Linked DNA regions of Mus musculus: all the other regions are linked to region 1. Evidence: chromatin contacts called from public ChIA-PET and promoter capture Hi-C data. All regions are on one chromosome and are shown on one strand. The core of a region is the stretch at or near the end of the contact, and the rest is flanking DNA. Distances in the headings are between cores, read along the strand shown.

Region 1 (3,688 bases), core at 278-2,777:
CCCCACCCCCAGCCCATCTCACCACGAAGCCCCGATTCCTCCCTAAAGCTTCTCTGGCTGGACAGGTTGGCCTCATAAATGTCTAGGGCCTGACAAATCTAAAAAAGCACTGCCAACTTAGCAAATGCTCAGTATAGGATGAATTAAATAGAATTTATAGAAGATATATTCTACCAAGACCACAGACATTTTACCATCTCAAGAAACTTTTCCATATTTTAACAAAAATCCAAATTCAAAAGCATTGTATGACATACTGGGCAGACCACCAATCACCCGTTAATCCATTTATTTCAAACGTTCTACAGCATGCTTCTCTGACATGGCACAACACACAACTCCTTAGCAAGCATCACTCTCACCGCTCCAATGAAACAGAGACATTTCCTCTTTGTTAATAAAACCCAATTCTAAAAGCCTTACCGTGGTCAACATGAGCCAGAACACAGATATTCCTAATGTTGGCAGTGTTCTTCTGAAGTCGAATCATCTTATCAACACCACTGAGCACCATGGTTATTTCCTGGGACTAAACATTAAATGCAAATTAAAAATGGTACAAAATCTAGTGGGGGTGGGGGTGGGGGTGGTGTGCACAACAGCGAAAACCAAATGGACAAACTGAGAGGGAGATGCTGATGCTGACAAGTCGCCTCAGATTCCTTAACTGAGAACCCAATGAATGTTTAGCCACATCTATTTCCTTCTGGCCCTGAGGGGATATAGTCCTTTAGGCCCATGTTCCATGGTAAAGTCCACACATCCTGCTGACAGTACTTGTGGGGTGAGCTGGGAGTTTCCGGATCTGCCATGCGATGAATCACGCAGTTGGGAGCCAGGTGCAGAGGCGCCCGGCTAAGTCACACTCACACTCACATACATACATACATACATACATACACACACACACACACACACACACACACACACACACACCAGAGACAGACAGTCAGTCTCTCTCTCTCTCTCTCTCTCTCTCTCACACACACACACACACACACACACACACACACACCCTTCCCTACTTCAGTCCCTCCAAAAGTCTGCCTTTCTGTCAAGCTTGCTGGCTTTTATCAGACATGAGAACTTCGGCCCTGTGACTGCACTGAGTGTCCTTAAAAGTTTTTGGATCACGTGCCTAGGAACACACCAGGTGCACGACACACCTTCTACCCCTCTCTCCAATTAAAAGAAGCAAATCGAGGTCTGCATGCCCTTCCTCCTCTTGGGTTCCTGGAGTCGCTGCCGCTGAGAGTACCGGGTCCCTATAAAGTGCAGCCGCTCGGGACACTCCTCGCCCAGCCCAATCGACATGACCCCCCCGGGTCTCCGTCACCGTCTGGTCGCCGGCGTCCCTAGCAAGTCCCCCCACTCACCAGCTCCACGCCGCACCTCACCCACGCACCTAAGACTCCAGGGGTAGCTCAGACCGGAAGTCGCAGGAGCCTGGGGGCGGGGCCTGTGGGCCTGTGACCTCTGACCCGCGCGCATCTAGAACATCACCGGAAGCCACGTCGTTTCCCTTCAACTTGGAGTTCCGCGGTCGCCTTGACGACGGCGGACGCTGTAGCTGCTCTGAAGTGTGCCAGCCTAAGCCTGCGGAGGGGGACGCTGGAGCGCAGAGCATGAGGAACTGGTGTCTGTGCCAGATTTGCACCTGCGGGTAAGAAACGTCCGCCCGGTGTGGCGTCCGCAGAGCCGCGAGCCCCGCCGCGCACACCCCCTAAGGACTCCCTTGCCTGAACCGGAGGAGACCCCTACTCCACCCCCACCCCCCACCCCCCACCCCCGACCTTATGCTCTGCTAAATGCTGCCCATTTCCTCTGCTTGGCTAGCTCCTGGGCAAAACTTATTTTCTTTGCATTCCCTGAGGCTTCCCATCCAGAGATTTAAGCTAAAATACAGTTCAGATCAGCTAAGTAGTATGAGCAAATATGGCTGGTAAGTGATGGAGTCACCCACCGATTCTATTGGTTAACTTAAAAGAACAGTATCCATGGTATTTCGTTTGCCACCCAGAACCTTCCATCCTCTAAACTCTATTTTTATTCCTGCCAAGGCAACATTTTCCTGAGGCCTTTCTGACAGACAAAAATGGCAATAGTCCTCACCGTAAACCTCAGGTTTGGTTTGTAAGTCCTGCCTAACAACTTTACATCACCAGTAAACACATTCTTCTCTATCCTCAAGCTTACTGTTTACCCAGGGGTTAGATCACCTTTGATAAGTGAATAAGAGTAACTGAGTAACGCCAAGCCCTTTGTACTTGTAATCCCCTTCTAAGGGCAACCAGCTACAACACATATTGATTGAGAGCAGTTTCTCAGCCCCTTTTGTAATAAACATTGTTTGTATGTTTGAACAGATGCAAACATAACTTTTAAGGCTTGAATCTGCAAAATCTTGTATGTAAGAAAAAAAATGTATTTGAATCTGAATTTATCTACAAACTAAGTTATTTTCCCATCCACCCATCAGGAAATTCATTATATTAGGGACTTTACATTCTTCAAGAATAATATCACCATCCACAGAGCTGGGGGGACTGCCAATGTAAGAGGAATCCCCTTTAGGCTTTGAAGCATGGCTAATAACTTCTGCCGAAATGTCCCTTGCAAACACTTAGTTGCAGCGAGAGCACTGCCTTAGCTGCTTTCAGTTTTATAACTGAGGTACAAGAATCTTTGACAAAATGGGTAGTTACTATGACATACATAGTTCCACTCAGCCAATGGTTTTTAAACTTTGGCTACCTTCATGAGTCATTGTCTCAAAACGGGGCAAAGATTCTTCACCATCATCCCTCCCCATACCACCTCTCATCTTTTGCCTCCTTTCCTGTTGGAAGGAAAGATGGAAGATCTGTCCATATTCATTTGTTGTTGAAGACTATCTGTTAGGTACATTTGCACCACTGTGGTAGCACTGTGGTAAAAACAGCGAAGGAGAGGAGGTCTGTTTGGGCATACAGTTTGAGAGGGTGCAGTCCCTGGCAGTCAAACATGGTGGGGTTCTTGTTCATGTAACACGAAGCAAGACTTTTTACATGCTGGCAGACCAGGAGGTAGAAAGCCTGTGGAATCAAGACCCAGGCTCTCATCTTCCAAGGGCTGCTGTTTACAACTTATTTCCAGGTAGAGGCCAGCTTCCAAAAGCCTTCCAGAGTGTTTCCATCAGCTGGAAAGCAAAGGTTCAAAATATGTGAACATCTCAGATTCAAACCATGATGCCATCTTTTCTCTCTTAGGGAACTAAAATTTAATTCCTTTGATTTTCCATTAGGGACGTCTGATCTCATCATTTCTGTGAGCTGGTTGGTTTGTTTGTTTGTTGTTTGTTTGTTTGTTTCAAAAAGACAGAGAAGTTTAACAAGTGTAAACAGCTATAACTGGCAGCAAAAGTATAAAGCGGAAGGGAAATTGCACACGTTAGACTAGGAGGATTTTGCTTTCTTTTATAATTTCTCTGCACTGTTATGTTTTATACTTGTCCACAATCTTAGGTAAGTTATATTGTGAATGCATTGCTTTTGTGGACAATAAAAACACTGACAAATTCTAAAGTTTTGACTTGTGTTTTGTTAATCACCGCAGCTCTATCAGAACTTTTATATGTACGTGACCTATGCACTCTGCTCCTGGATTTTCCAAGTATCTTGGACCCTGCATAGGACAAAATCACTTCAGC
Region 2 (3,758 bases), core at 1,112-3,611, 1.0 Mb before region 1:
CAATATCCCTCTCTTCCTTACCCAGGGCCTGGGCTTCAGCATTGTTGGAGGAAAGGACAGCATTTACGGCCCTATTGGAATTTATGTGAAGAGCATCTTTGCAGGGGGAGCAGCTGCAGCTGATGGACGGCTTCAGGAAGGTAGGTTTCCATCTTTTCGGGTGTGGTTGAGAGGTCACAAACAGCATTCAGAGCTGCCAGGGCATCAAAGAGACTGAGAGCTTAAAGTACACTTCCAGGGTTGTGGGACGGGGCTCCAGGCAGTGGGCAACTACCCCCTTGAAAGGTTCCATCTTAGTGATTCCGGACAATCATTCCCTGACAACACCACCTCCCCTTCCAGGTGCTGTTGTCAGCCTGGGGTGGAAGCATTTGTTCTGTTCCTTCCTTCCCAGTGCCCCTGTTCAATTTCTGGGACTCACTGATACCCCATCCCCTTCACCTTCTCCGCCTCCTCACCTGAGACCATGGGACTGCAGAACCTGCACTTCTCTCACAGTCCCACCAAGCTCTAGGTCCCAGGGATAAAGAACATAAGGACACAGATCACAGTTCTCACACCAGTGAGAATAAAGGGAAGTTTATTCTGAGCCAAATATGAGCGGACATGGCCCAAGGACATGCATCTAAGTTGACATAAAGTGGGCCACATGACCTCTTTTCTGGGCACAGAACAAAAGGAAGTCGTAAGTCAGGGCATTGTCACATAGAGCAGCAGGAACATCAGGCAGGTGGGTTTCAGGAACTTGGGTGAAATTCTGATCTAGGTTTCAGAGAGCATGTGATAGCATTCTTAGCTATAGGTTGGTGGAAGGTGGTGATCTTAATACATTCAAATAGCCCTGAGTCACTCACCACCTTTATACCTGGTAGTCTGAAAGATGGTATTCAGGTATAAAGGTGGAGAGTGACTCAGGGCTATTAAGGCAACTAAAGCTAGCCTAAGTTAATTTTGGCTTTTGATCTGCAACTCTCCATAGCGAGACAGTTCTGGACAGCCAGTTATTCAGCAGAATTTTTAACAAAGAGGTATCTTTTTCAGGGAACTTTATCCACATAAAAATCAGACAGGACCCCTCTTTTGAATGGTTAATGGTCTCCCCATGAGCAGCTCTCCCTTCTGCCTTCCTTCTGCTTCCCTCTTCTTTCTCTCAGCTCCTTTTATATCTCATAGGACAGATGTTCCCTCTAAGTAAGAGACCTGGGGACACAATTGCCAGACACCCCACTCCACCCCACCTCAAGTCTGGGTTTGGATGATGGGCAACCAACTTGTTCCAAAGAGATCTCTAAGTTTCAGTCATGGAGCAAAATTCAAGGGTAGGAACAAAAGGGAAGGGAAGAGAAAGAAAGGAAGGGAAGGGAAGGAAGAGAAGGGAAAGAAATTGAATTGAATTTGAGAGATCAGTTACTTTCTTGTCAGAACAGTGTCTGTAAGTCAGGCTGGCAGTCTAACCACCTGTAACATCTGAGCTATCTGGGGGCAGGGGGCTGTGGGAACACTACAGTCCTAGATGGCAGGCGTATATCACAACAAAGGAAGGTTTCCAGCATTCTAAATGAGTAAAAGAATCCTGTGAGCAGCTGGAGAGATAGCTGGCTTTGTAGTTCAGAGCACTGACTGCTCTCCAGAGAACCAGGGTTTGATTTACAGCACCCACCCAATTGCCCACAACTACCCATAACTCTAGTTCCAGTGGAGCCGATGCCCTCTTCTGGCCTCTGAGAGTACCGAGAGCACCAGGCACACACGTGGTGCACTGATATACATGCAGGCAAAATGCTCATACACAAAACTGATGATTATCCATTAATAAAATATCCAGTACATTGAAAAACATTCTTTCTTGATTTTTGTGACATGTGCAAATTAGGATGAGATTCAAATTTCAGCCACATTCTTTCATCCAAGGCCTTGATGGCTTGCCTTGATGTTTCAGCCCTGTCACCATTATAGAGATGTTGTAACTCCCAAAGATTAAAGTATTTATGGTCTTGGCTCTTTCCAGAAAATGCTGCATTTATAACTGGGGAGGCACTGGGCGTAGAGGCTTTGGATGAGTCAGAAGGCAGTGTATAGAATGCAGTTGGCTGGAGAGAGATTGGAAGCAGAAGAGAAGTGCAGAGGCTGTTGTTATGGCTGCTTGAAAGAGTAACTCTCCCATCGACTAGAGTCAATGAGAATAGACAGAGCCTGGGAAGAGGCAGCACAGGGATGGTGGGAAGTGTGAATGTTTCTAGTCTCGGTCAACTGGAGAAAAGAAAAGGTCAAGGAAGAGAGAAATGGAAAAAGATTAAGTGGGAACTTCAGGAGGGCGATGAGCCTAGGTGAGCACTAGATGGCACTGTCTGGCAGGCCTCTGAAAAGAGGTTTGCCTCGGTGGGAGCTCTTGGTGGAAAAGGTGAACTGAAAGGATTAAACAAGGAAGGTGTAGAGGAGGGAGAAGAGGAGGGGGCATGGGGGTGAGGATGAGATGAGGTCTAGTGGAACAGCTAAGCCTCAATCAGGAAGAAAACAAGAGCCTGGGAGAAGGGAAGATGTGTGGCTTAGAATCCAGGGTGTTAGCCTTTGTTGTTTTGTAACTTTTGTATGGAAACCTTCATTATTTGGGGCTGGGGGTGGGGGACATTTGTCTCCATTAGTTAATAGCAATAATAAAAACCGAGAATTTCAAACAGTCAATTCCTGGCTCTAGCCTCAAACAATTGGCCAGATTGTTTTCCAAAGTGACTTGCTCAAGTCTACTCTGTGAAAGAATATGCTATCCATGACAAGCTTGCTATACGGATCAAAGCCACTGACCGTTAGCTTTTGTTCTCCTCCCCAAAAACAATTGTGTGAAATGGATTTGGCACAAGCTAGGCTCACCAGCTAGGAGCCAACATAGCTCATGAGCTCTTGCAAATGAGGACACAGCAGACAAGCCCAAAACAGGGTTATTGGTCCTTTGGAGTAGATATTTTGATAACTTAAAGCCAGCCTCCATTTAATAAAGAATGGTCATCCCGAAGTTTTGACTTTGTCTATTCCTTTCTCAGCTCACAATTAAGTATGTTTCGATTGTGTTTGTTTCATAGCCTTGTCTAGCTGTGGACTTGATATGTAGCCCAGGCTGGCCTCCAACTTCTTGTGACTCTGTGGCTTGTGATTACTAAGTATTCGAATTACAGTCATGAGCCCTCAAGGCTGGAGCATTTTCAAATACGTTTACTATGTGTATTCTCAGTCATAGAGTCTTCCAGTGACAAGGGTTGAATGCTGTCATTGTTCCCTTTGGTTTCAGAAGCCCACCATTCCGAGCTGCTCTGCAGCCTCCACACTGACACATAAAACAGTATCTGAGTCAAAAGAAACAGTTATGGCAAGCTGTTAGGAAACAGAGTTATGTTTTAGTGTAGCAAAGTCATTCTTTGATGATTGATGGCCCAGGCACTGCTCAAGCATGGTGAATCCAAAGGCTAAGAGCAAGGTTTGGAGAGCACACACAGGCACAGGACACAAGACTCCAAGCATATTCCAAAATACTGAATAAAGCTTGTTAGCTACTGTCTTTCTGTCTCTCAATAGGTGATGAAATTCTGGAACTCAATGGTGAATCAATGGCTGGCCTAACACACCAGGATGCTTTGCAGAAGTTTAAGGTAACTTCTCAGTCTTTGTCCATACTCTGAGTGTAAATATTATATACTAGGCCAGATGTAATTGGCATCTCAGAGGCTTACTGCTTTCTAGTTATTACAGAACTCTAGCTGGCAGGT
Region 3 (4,212 bases), core at 1,041-3,540, 1.2 Mb before region 1:
ATTTAATTTGCTTATAGCTCTGGAGATCCAAGGGTGTGCTGCAGGCACCAGCTAGATTTGAGTGGAGACCTCATGGTGGATGTATCAAACTGATGAAGAATGTGTGTGTGTGTGTGTGTGTGTGTGTGTGTGTGTGAGATCTTGATAAACTAGGAGACTTGAGAGCAGGGAATGGTCAATAATGATCTCCTATGAGGTTCTGTCTCTTAAAGATCCCATGAGTTCTAACTCTACTATAGTGGAAATCAAGTTTCTAAACCAAGAATCTTTGAAAAGCACATTCAAGCTGTAACTACACCATAGTAACCATGATGTCATGGGACACTTTAACTACTGAAAGAGCTGCTAAGCAGAGAAAAAGAAAAAACTGGGCAGAGATTAGAAGCAAAGTGTCTCTGTACACAGCTATATGGATATTTGTCATCCTCTATCTATTAGGTCAGAATGATCTCAAAATCAACATATGTCAAGCATGTCTCTTGATCAGGATACACAAAAGAACCTTCAGAGCATGGGCATAGAAGGGTAGAAAGTGTTCTTATGGAGTTGAAGAATATTCACGTGAAATAAAAATCAGACAAAACATGTTAGCTCAAAACTGACAATTTCCCTATTGAATCTAGCTTCTCTGTGTTTTTCCTGCCTGTAAGGGAAAGTTTAAATAGTAGAGAGCTGACTGTAGAAAAAAAAGTCCTTTTGGTGTTCAAAGGAGAGAAAGAGGGACAAGAGGTGAAATTTGAGGACCTTGGCCAACTTTCATACTCCCACATTGTCCCCAGCCATCATAGGAGTTTGGATGTTGGGCGGGTGGAGTGGAGGGAAGAGATCAAGCAGACGCCGACACAGGTATGACAGGATCTTGGTATGTGAGGCATTCTGCAATATCTTGGGCTTGGCCTGGAGAACATCCCAGATCTTTAAATTCCTTTCCAGGCCCCCAAAGCCAGCACTGTATGGAACACCTGGTCATATCTACAAGGTATGACAATGTTCCAAAGTTCTCACTGTAGAAGAAAACTTTAATAACGTTTGAAGTATGAGCAAAATAAGCTTATGAAGGATTTAAGAATGAAATTGTGCCGGGCAGTGGTGGCACATGCCTTTAATTCCAGCACTTGGGAGGCAGAGGTAGGCGGATCTATGAGTTCGAGGCCAGCCTTGTCTACAGAGTGAGTTCCAGGGCAGCCCGGGCTACACAGAGAAACCCTGTCTCGAAAAACAAAAACAAAAACAGAAACAGAAACAGAAACAGAAACAGAAAAGAAAGAGAGAGAGAGAAAGAGAGAGAGAGAGAGAAAAGAAAGAAAGAAAGAAAGAAAGAAAGAAAGAAAGAAAGAAAGAAAGAAAGAAAGACAGAAGAGGAATGAAATTGTTGCTGGCCATGATGTTGCATGCCTTCACACCCAACAATGAAGAGGCAGAGGCAGGTGGATCTCTGTGAGTTCCAAGTAGAGTTGGTCTACATAGCAAGTTCAAGGTCAACCATTAATATTCAGTGAGACACTGTCTTAAAGAGAAAATAAAAGAAAAAGAAAAGAAAGAAAGAGGGAAAGAGGACTCAATGATTTATATTTTATTTACATGTTGAAGTTGTTCGCTTAAAACAAATCTTTAAAATAAAATTGTATTTCATGTATCTGGGTGTCTTGCCTGCATGTATGTCTGTGTCTGTGCACTGCGTATGGGTAATACCTATGGAGGCCAGAGAAGGACATCAGATCCCCTAGAACTGGAGTTATGAATTGTTCTAAGTCACCATGCGAATGCTGGAAACCAAACTCGAGTCCCCTGGAAGAGCATCCAATGCTTTTAACAGCTGAGTCATCTTTCTAGCCTCTAGAATAAAACTTAAACTGGCCCCCTTGCAGATACCAAACGTTGACCAAATACCCAAACCAACCATTTAGTATATGACTGAAAATGCTCAAACATGAAACAAGTGGGCCTGGGGATTTAAACCAGATCTGAGTTCAACCCTGAATGCTGTGGCATATACCTATAACTCTAGCATGAGGGAGATGGAGACCAAAGGATCTCTGGGCCTTGTTAGGCAGCCAGTTCAGCTGAATTAATAGGCTACGGGTTCATTAAGGCCCTTTCTTGTATAAAAGCTCATGTTCTTTGTAAGTTTGCACAGTTTATTTCTTTATATTCAGAAATAGTTAGGGCTCGGTATTGCAATGAGTCTGTGTAAGGAAATGGCCTCCTGCCCTTCACCATTGAGGTATGCTGAGGGCTGTGTGTGGAGCCTGTGCAGACAGTGTTCAGTTCTGAGATGGGAGGAGGGGCAGGGAGTTGCTTATTAATCACTCCTCAGGACTTTGAACTTTACAACTCTGTAATTACTGCTAAGACTTTATATTTGGACTTTCTGTTTCATTGGCGTGTGTTTCCTTTCTGTTTGTTTTATGACTGAGTTTGTCTGGAAGTTTGTTTTAAGAGCCCTGAAGGCCAAGTTTGTTTATTACTATGCCTGCTAGGTGTGTAGTTTTTTGTAAATGTGACCCCAAAGGGCTATGAATCCCAATGGCCTAATCTCAGTCAGGCCTGAACCCTTCTTTACTTGTTCCCCAAAAGCTCTTCAGAGCAAATCCTAGGTATGAGTTAAGGGGTTTCTTGGGCTTGGAAAGGCAGCTTCAGTAGAGGAAATGGAACCAATTAGCTTAAGGCTGAGCAGAGGCAAAAGAGAAAGAGGAGGTAAGGACCCTGGGGAGGAGGGAAAGGAGGAGGGAAGGGAGGAGGACTGAAGTAGAAGGGTAGTCACAGGGCATTAGTCTCTCCTTTTTTCTCTCCCCGCTTCCTCTCCCTTCCCCCACCCACTTCTTCCCGTGCCCCTCCTGCTCTCTCTGTGTGTATATATGTGTGCATGTGTCTCCCTCCAGCCACATTTACAGTTTCCTCTACTTCCTGCCCATTTTCTTCCTTGCTTTGAAGCGTCAGCAACCCAGACTTGGTGGACAGAGGCATCTGTCCAGGAGTGAAATAATGGATGGTCCTTGTCCTACCAGTTATGCCTCCTGGCCTATCTCCCTAGATGAAGCTTACTGGAGGCCCTGGGACCTGGGGGCTTCCTCCTCTTTGTGCATAACTGGAAGAGGACCGTTCAATCTGAAACACAGTCATTTTCCTTCCCTAGCTAGACTTGACAATTGGGCAGCACAAAGAGAACTCAAGAGAGAGGGAGGGATCTGCTGCTCCTTTGAAAAGATGCACTCAGCCACAGAATGCCCAGCTGCTGCCCAACGAGGGCAGGGAATCCTGGTAAGCCAGACCAGGGCTTTCGTAAATGCCAGGCCCTTCATTAGTTGTATGTGATACATGTGATAAATGTTAGCCTGTTAAAAGCTCTGAGATGATTTATAATAAAACTACATTCAATATCACCTAAGTTTAACAGAGGAATTAAAAAAATACCTATTAACATCTCATGGGGGTCTTCATATTTTGTGAAACCCAGGTTGAATAGTGTAGCTCTGAAATGTTTTTTGAGACAAGGTCTCACTCTGCAGCTTTGTCTGACTTGGAACTCACAATGAAGACTAGGCTAGCTTCAATCTCATTGAGACCTACTGAGGCACCTCCCACCTTGTGCCTTAGGGTAGGTAACCTATTCACTTGGAGGTTTGAGAGTGAGGGAGGCAGAGAACCCAGGGAGTTGGAGATTTCTGAAGTAATGGAAGTGACAAGTAGGGCACTCTCTTCCTATGAATGAACTAGACAATCACAATACAAGACTGTAGTCAAGCAGTCACCAGTTAGAGTGGGACAAGGAGATTTCTCAGGTAAGATCCTTCAGGAACCTAAAAGGAGACCAAGGGAGAGCCTTTCTAGGTCAGGGTGACTTTGGATGATCTCTTAGAGGATCTTCATGTGTTACTGTGATAGGATATCATGTAGCTCAGACAGGGTTTGCACTTACTTGTAGTCAAAGAAGACTTTGAACTATTGATTGTTCTGTCTTTACCTTCCAAGTGTTTTGGTTGTAGGCATTCATGACCATACCAGGTTAATATAGCAATGAGATGAGAAGAGAACCCAGGACTTCATATAAGTGAGGTATACACTCTATCAATTGAGTTACATCCTGAGCCCCAGACATTCATTCTTGAACAGAGAATCAAAGACCAGCAATCCAAGGATCAGCATAGTGAAGGAAAATAGCGCAATATCTATTAATACTTGTCTTTCTTGCCTACATTTTTATAGCATGTG
Region 4 (3,937 bases), core at 483-2,982, 1.1 Mb before region 1:
CTCCCCATGTCCATACTTGCACACACACACACACACACACACACACACACACACACACACACGCAAAAAAAGCGATTGGCTCACAATTCCCTAGAGATTTTTAATTCAACCAAGAAACCACTTTAGAATTAGTTTCTATGTACTCATTATGATGGTTTATATATGCTCAGCCCAGGGAGTGGCACTATCAGAAGGAGTGACTCTGTTGGAGTAGGCATGGCATTATGGGTGTGGGCTTTAAGACCCTCATCCTAGCTGCCTGAAAGTCAGTATTCTGCTAGCAGCCTTCAGATGAAGATGTAGAACTCCCAGCTCCTCCTGTACCATGCCAGCCTGGACACTGCCATGATCCCACCTTGATGATAATGGATTGAACCTCTGAACCTGTAAGCCAGTCCCAATTAAATGTTGTCCTTATAAGAGTTGCCTTGGTCATGGTGTCTGTTCACAGCAGTGAAACCCTAACTAAGACACTCATATACAAAGAACTAAAGCAGATTTATTTTAGGAGAAAGCCAAAAGCTGAGGTCCTGTCCTCTTGCCAACTCTCTCCATCCATGTCTTCTGGATCCCACCATGAGAGACCCAAGAACTTGAAAAGGTCGAGGAGCCCTTTGAATTGAATTTGATAAGAACACAGTGAGGTCATATTTCTGAGGGGCATCTTAAACTTTAATAGGCTATGGCATTGCTGTTCACTCTTCCACATCCCTAGGCTCTACAGCCACCAATAGATTTGTCTAAATCAAATTCAGAAGGGTCATGCTACCTACCTGTGACCCCTTCCAAGTCTCTGCTCATGGGTAGGTCCTTGGTGAGATGCTTCAAAGAGTTGCTTCAGCCATAACTCAAGTCTCTGCTGGAAAAGTTCCTACACTAGAAAGGTATCTGTCTGTGTCTGTGGTCCCCAGTAGGCTGTGAAGAACCGTGCTTTATCCCATATGGTCCAGGTGCCTGAATCACAGTGCATGATAGAAACTGATTATTGTGCGGGTTGGGGCACACCAACAGTAATTTTAGGGATCAGGAAGATGCCTCTTCAAGCACAAGAACCTGATTTCAGATCCTCAGTACTCACGTAAAAGTAGGTTCCATTTTTTATGTCTATACGCTTAGTACTGGGCAGCAGAGACAGAGAGATCCTGGGGCTGCCTGGCCAGCCAACCTAAGTGAAACAGCAAGATTCAGGTTTAGTGAGAGATCATGTCTTAAAACAATAAGGTGGCTAGCCACAGAAGAAAGACAGCTAGTGTTGACCTCTTACCTCCATAAGTGTGTGCACAGGAAAGTACACTCACACACACACACACACACACACACACACACACACATTTTATCAGGAGAAGGAATTGTTTGTGTCTGCAATGCCTATTGAGACTGGCAATATATTTCCATATGTGAGATATTCTTCATCTTAAACACAGCTCTTTGTCAGCAGCCGCACAGCGCCATACGTGGGGAACAAAAACCCAAGGCAGTGAAAATAAACAAATGGCTGCAAGAGTCCCATGTTTCTGTTTGGGAGGCGCTTCGAATCAGCAAGGGACTCCAAGTTCTTTCGGATCTCTGTTGAAATGAGGACCCATCTATGTCAGTCTTGTAATTAGACAAGGTTGCCTGGTGTCTGCCAGAAACATGAAGAGGTCCCTGCCCAAAAGAGCACGGAGCAGATGGGGTTGCTGAGCGCAGCTTGTGCGTGAGCATGCCGCCTGGGGAAAGGAAGGCAGAGAACCAGGAGCTGTGGTGCCTGCGACACTCGTCCCTGGGGGAGAGAATTAGATGCCACAGAAGCAGCTCCTAGACTACTAGCTCCCTGCACTGTGACCCAGATGTCAGGATCCATGCAGAATAGGGATTCTTCATGGGTCTTGCACTGTGGGGGCAGAAGTGCATCTGTAATGGACAGGTGCAGCAGCTAGGATGTGGCTGCCCTGCTCTGCCAGCTGGAGGAGGTCACCACCAATATGCTCTTTGGCACATCTACAGGCGCACCCCGCTGCTGGGATGTCAGGCAACATCACCCCGTCCCCTCTGCTCATGGCATCTCGTACCTGGCCGGGCTAACTGTAAGTAACTCTGAGCCCTTTCCTCACACTTCCCTCAGCATAGGAAAAAGACCAGCAGGGAACTTAGCCCCCAAAAGTGACAGAAAAATGTCGGTCACAACCAGAGTCAGCTAGCTACTCAAGGGCACATGGAGAGAGACTCAGGAAATCTGGGGAAATGAGAACTCCAAGCCATATACCACAGGACCCGGCTGGAAGCATCAAAGGAAGCTTCAGGCTCCTGGCTTCCAACATGACTCTCAAGTAGACTGGAAATCAATACAGTTAATGAGAAATTCTCTTTTACATATAAAATGAATAGGATTCACAAATGTATAAGATTCTTCACAAAATCAATCTTCTTGCTTGTATATGTGTATAGAATGTGTATATATGTGTGTGTTCCCGTGTGAGGACACACATGTGAGTGGGTGTCTGTGTATGTGTGTGCTTGTGCACGTGAAGGTCAAAAGTTGGTGTGGGGCACCTTCCTCAATTGGTCGCTGAGGCAGGCTCTTCCTCCGATCATCTGTTTGACTAGTGTAGTTAGCTGGTTTGCCCTGGGGAATGCCTTGGCTCAGCTTCCCAAGTGCCGAGGTTATAGGCAGGCTACCACACCCACTGTGCATTCCTGTGGGTGCTAAGGTTTGAAACTCTCTATGCTCCTTATTCTTAAAAGGCGAGTGCTTTACCCCTGTGGCTTCTCTCTCCCAGTCATATATTCTAGGAACTTTCTAGTGGTTTTATTTATAACATAATAATGGTATTAATGTGATGCTGTCTTGCTTTAGTTATATATGTTTATTTATGAATTCATAAACATTTACTTATCTGTGTATCTTATGTGTGGTTAATGATGTGTACCATGATATAAAATGTAAGCTCAAACTTTGAATCAGATTATAAAAGCCCAAAAAGCAGTATTCTAGGGCCTCAGTGGGGCAGAGAAGAGCGTAGGTGTGGCCCTGTAGCCTGGAGTATGCCTGACTTCTCTTTGGACACAGTGGCTATCTCCCTGCTGTCCAAGGTAAGGACTCCTGGCTCAGTCAGCCATGAGCACTCCTCTCTTTTTCTTACCTTATGCTCTCCTAACTGGATGAATATATCCTCAAGCCACAGTAAGGGTCAGAGGTAGTTGGCTGGTCCAGTCTCACATGTCTGTCCATCTCCTTTTGTTCCTCATCCCTCAAGGGTGGCTTTTGCTACTCCCAGCCAAACCACACAAGTCCAGGAATGGTCATAGCAGTTGCTGAAGGAGGCAGGGGACTGTCATATTTACTGCACAGGTGATAGCTGGGCAATATTTTTCCAACACTGAAAAGTGTCAAAAGGAGATAATGAAGTATGTGTGTATGACATGGGAGGGGACATAGGCGCTGTCAGCCTCTCTCTGAACATGGGGATAGCTCAAGAAATACTTATAATACTTACTCATCTCATATGCCATCTTACAAAGTCGGCCTCAACGTATGCCAACAAATAGTGTCCAAGACACATTCCTATGGCTACAAAACAATTAAGCTGGGATTTTCTAATTTAAAAAAAATCAAGAAACTAAAAGATGTAAAATTGAAAATTAGTTGACAATAACCATGATACTCTTGTAAAGAACAGAGTTTAACTGGATATCAAAGCTTCAATTAATGACCTTCTGAGTCAATAAGAAGGCTTTGACTGTGTCTCAGCAACTGCTTAGGTTTTATGTGTCTCTCTACATAATAAATATGTACAAAATAAAACATGTACAAAATAAAAAAAACCAAATGAACTAACTAGTTATATAACAATAGATTGTGGACAAAGAAGGCTTTGGAGGAGACTTAACTTTAAGTAATAGTGACAAAGATGGCCAGCATAGTGACAATAACCAACTAACACAGGGCTGAGAACAA

The links. Promoter capture Hi-C pulls out the DNA fragments that hold promoters and counts their contacts. ChIA-PET counts read pairs in DNA pulled down with a chosen protein or histone mark.
Region 2: a contact with region 1 is called in an RNA polymerase II ChIA-PET map of memory CD8 T cells, with 9 times the contacts expected there. The contact joins the enhancer-like site here to the promoter of Saxo2 in region 1. A contact is called at or near these places in 10 of 39 promoter capture datasets (the C10 cell line, HPC-7-derived erythroid cells, cranial neural crest and 7 more), 1 of 484 Hi-C or Micro-C datasets (CD4 T cells), 2 of 115 datasets of contacts at active chromatin or transcription factors (memory CD8 T cells and stem cell-derived neural progenitor cells) and 2 of 9 other capture datasets (adipose tissue and liver).
Region 3: a contact with region 1 is called in a promoter capture Hi-C map of liver, with 2.9 times the contacts expected there. The contact joins the enhancer-like site here to the promoter of Saxo2 in region 1. A contact is called at or near these places in 6 of 39 promoter capture datasets (the C10 cell line, cranial neural crest, liver and 2 more) and 1 of 9 other capture datasets (liver).
Region 4: a promoter capture Hi-C map of neutrophils shows a contact between it and region 1, with 6 times the contacts expected there. The contact joins the promoter of Il16 here to the promoter of Saxo2 in region 1. A contact is called at or near these places in 5 of 39 promoter capture datasets (cranial neural crest, hippocampal neurons, liver and 2 more) and 2 of 9 other capture datasets (adipose tissue and liver).

What each region holds. Positions count from the first base shown.
Region 1 is chr7:82,646,367-82,650,054 of GRCm38.p6, reverse strand. Saxo2 (stabilizer of axonemal microtubules 2) reads left to right here and starts at 1,527. Exons shown (of 3, transcript NM_177894.4): 1 at 1,527-1,663. The coding sequence starts at 1,626. Efl1 (elongation factor like GTPase 1) reads right to left here and starts at 1,441. Exons shown (of 20, transcript NM_175317.3): 1 at 1,377-1,441; 2 at 424-529. The coding sequence starts at 514.
Region 2 is chr7:83,674,369-83,678,126 of GRCm38.p6, reverse strand. Il16 (interleukin 16) reads left to right here. Exons shown (of 19, transcript NM_001360087.1): 6 at 26-140; 7 at 3,568-3,641. Among named protein-coding and RNA genes, the nearest start is that of Stard5, 44 kb to the right of the region's middle. Within about 2 kb of position 2,361, at least 7 of the 459 cell types and tissues checked have an H3K27ac peak or open chromatin away from gene starts, as enhancers often do. A contact at or near this core is called in memory CD8 T cells, where this site is marked.
Region 3 is chr7:83,845,964-83,850,175 of GRCm38.p6, reverse strand. No RefSeq gene overlaps it. Among named protein-coding and RNA genes, the nearest start is that of Gm39043, 34 kb to the right of the region's middle. Within about 2 kb of position 2,290, at least 38 of the 459 cell types and tissues checked have an H3K27ac peak or open chromatin away from gene starts, as enhancers often do. A contact at or near this core is called in liver and pre-B cells, where this site is marked.
Region 4 is chr7:83,730,193-83,734,129 of GRCm38.p6, reverse strand. It overlaps Il16 (interleukin 16), which reads left to right and starts at 1,732. Exons shown (of 19, transcript NM_001360087.1): 1 at 1,732-2,066. The coding sequence starts at 1,862.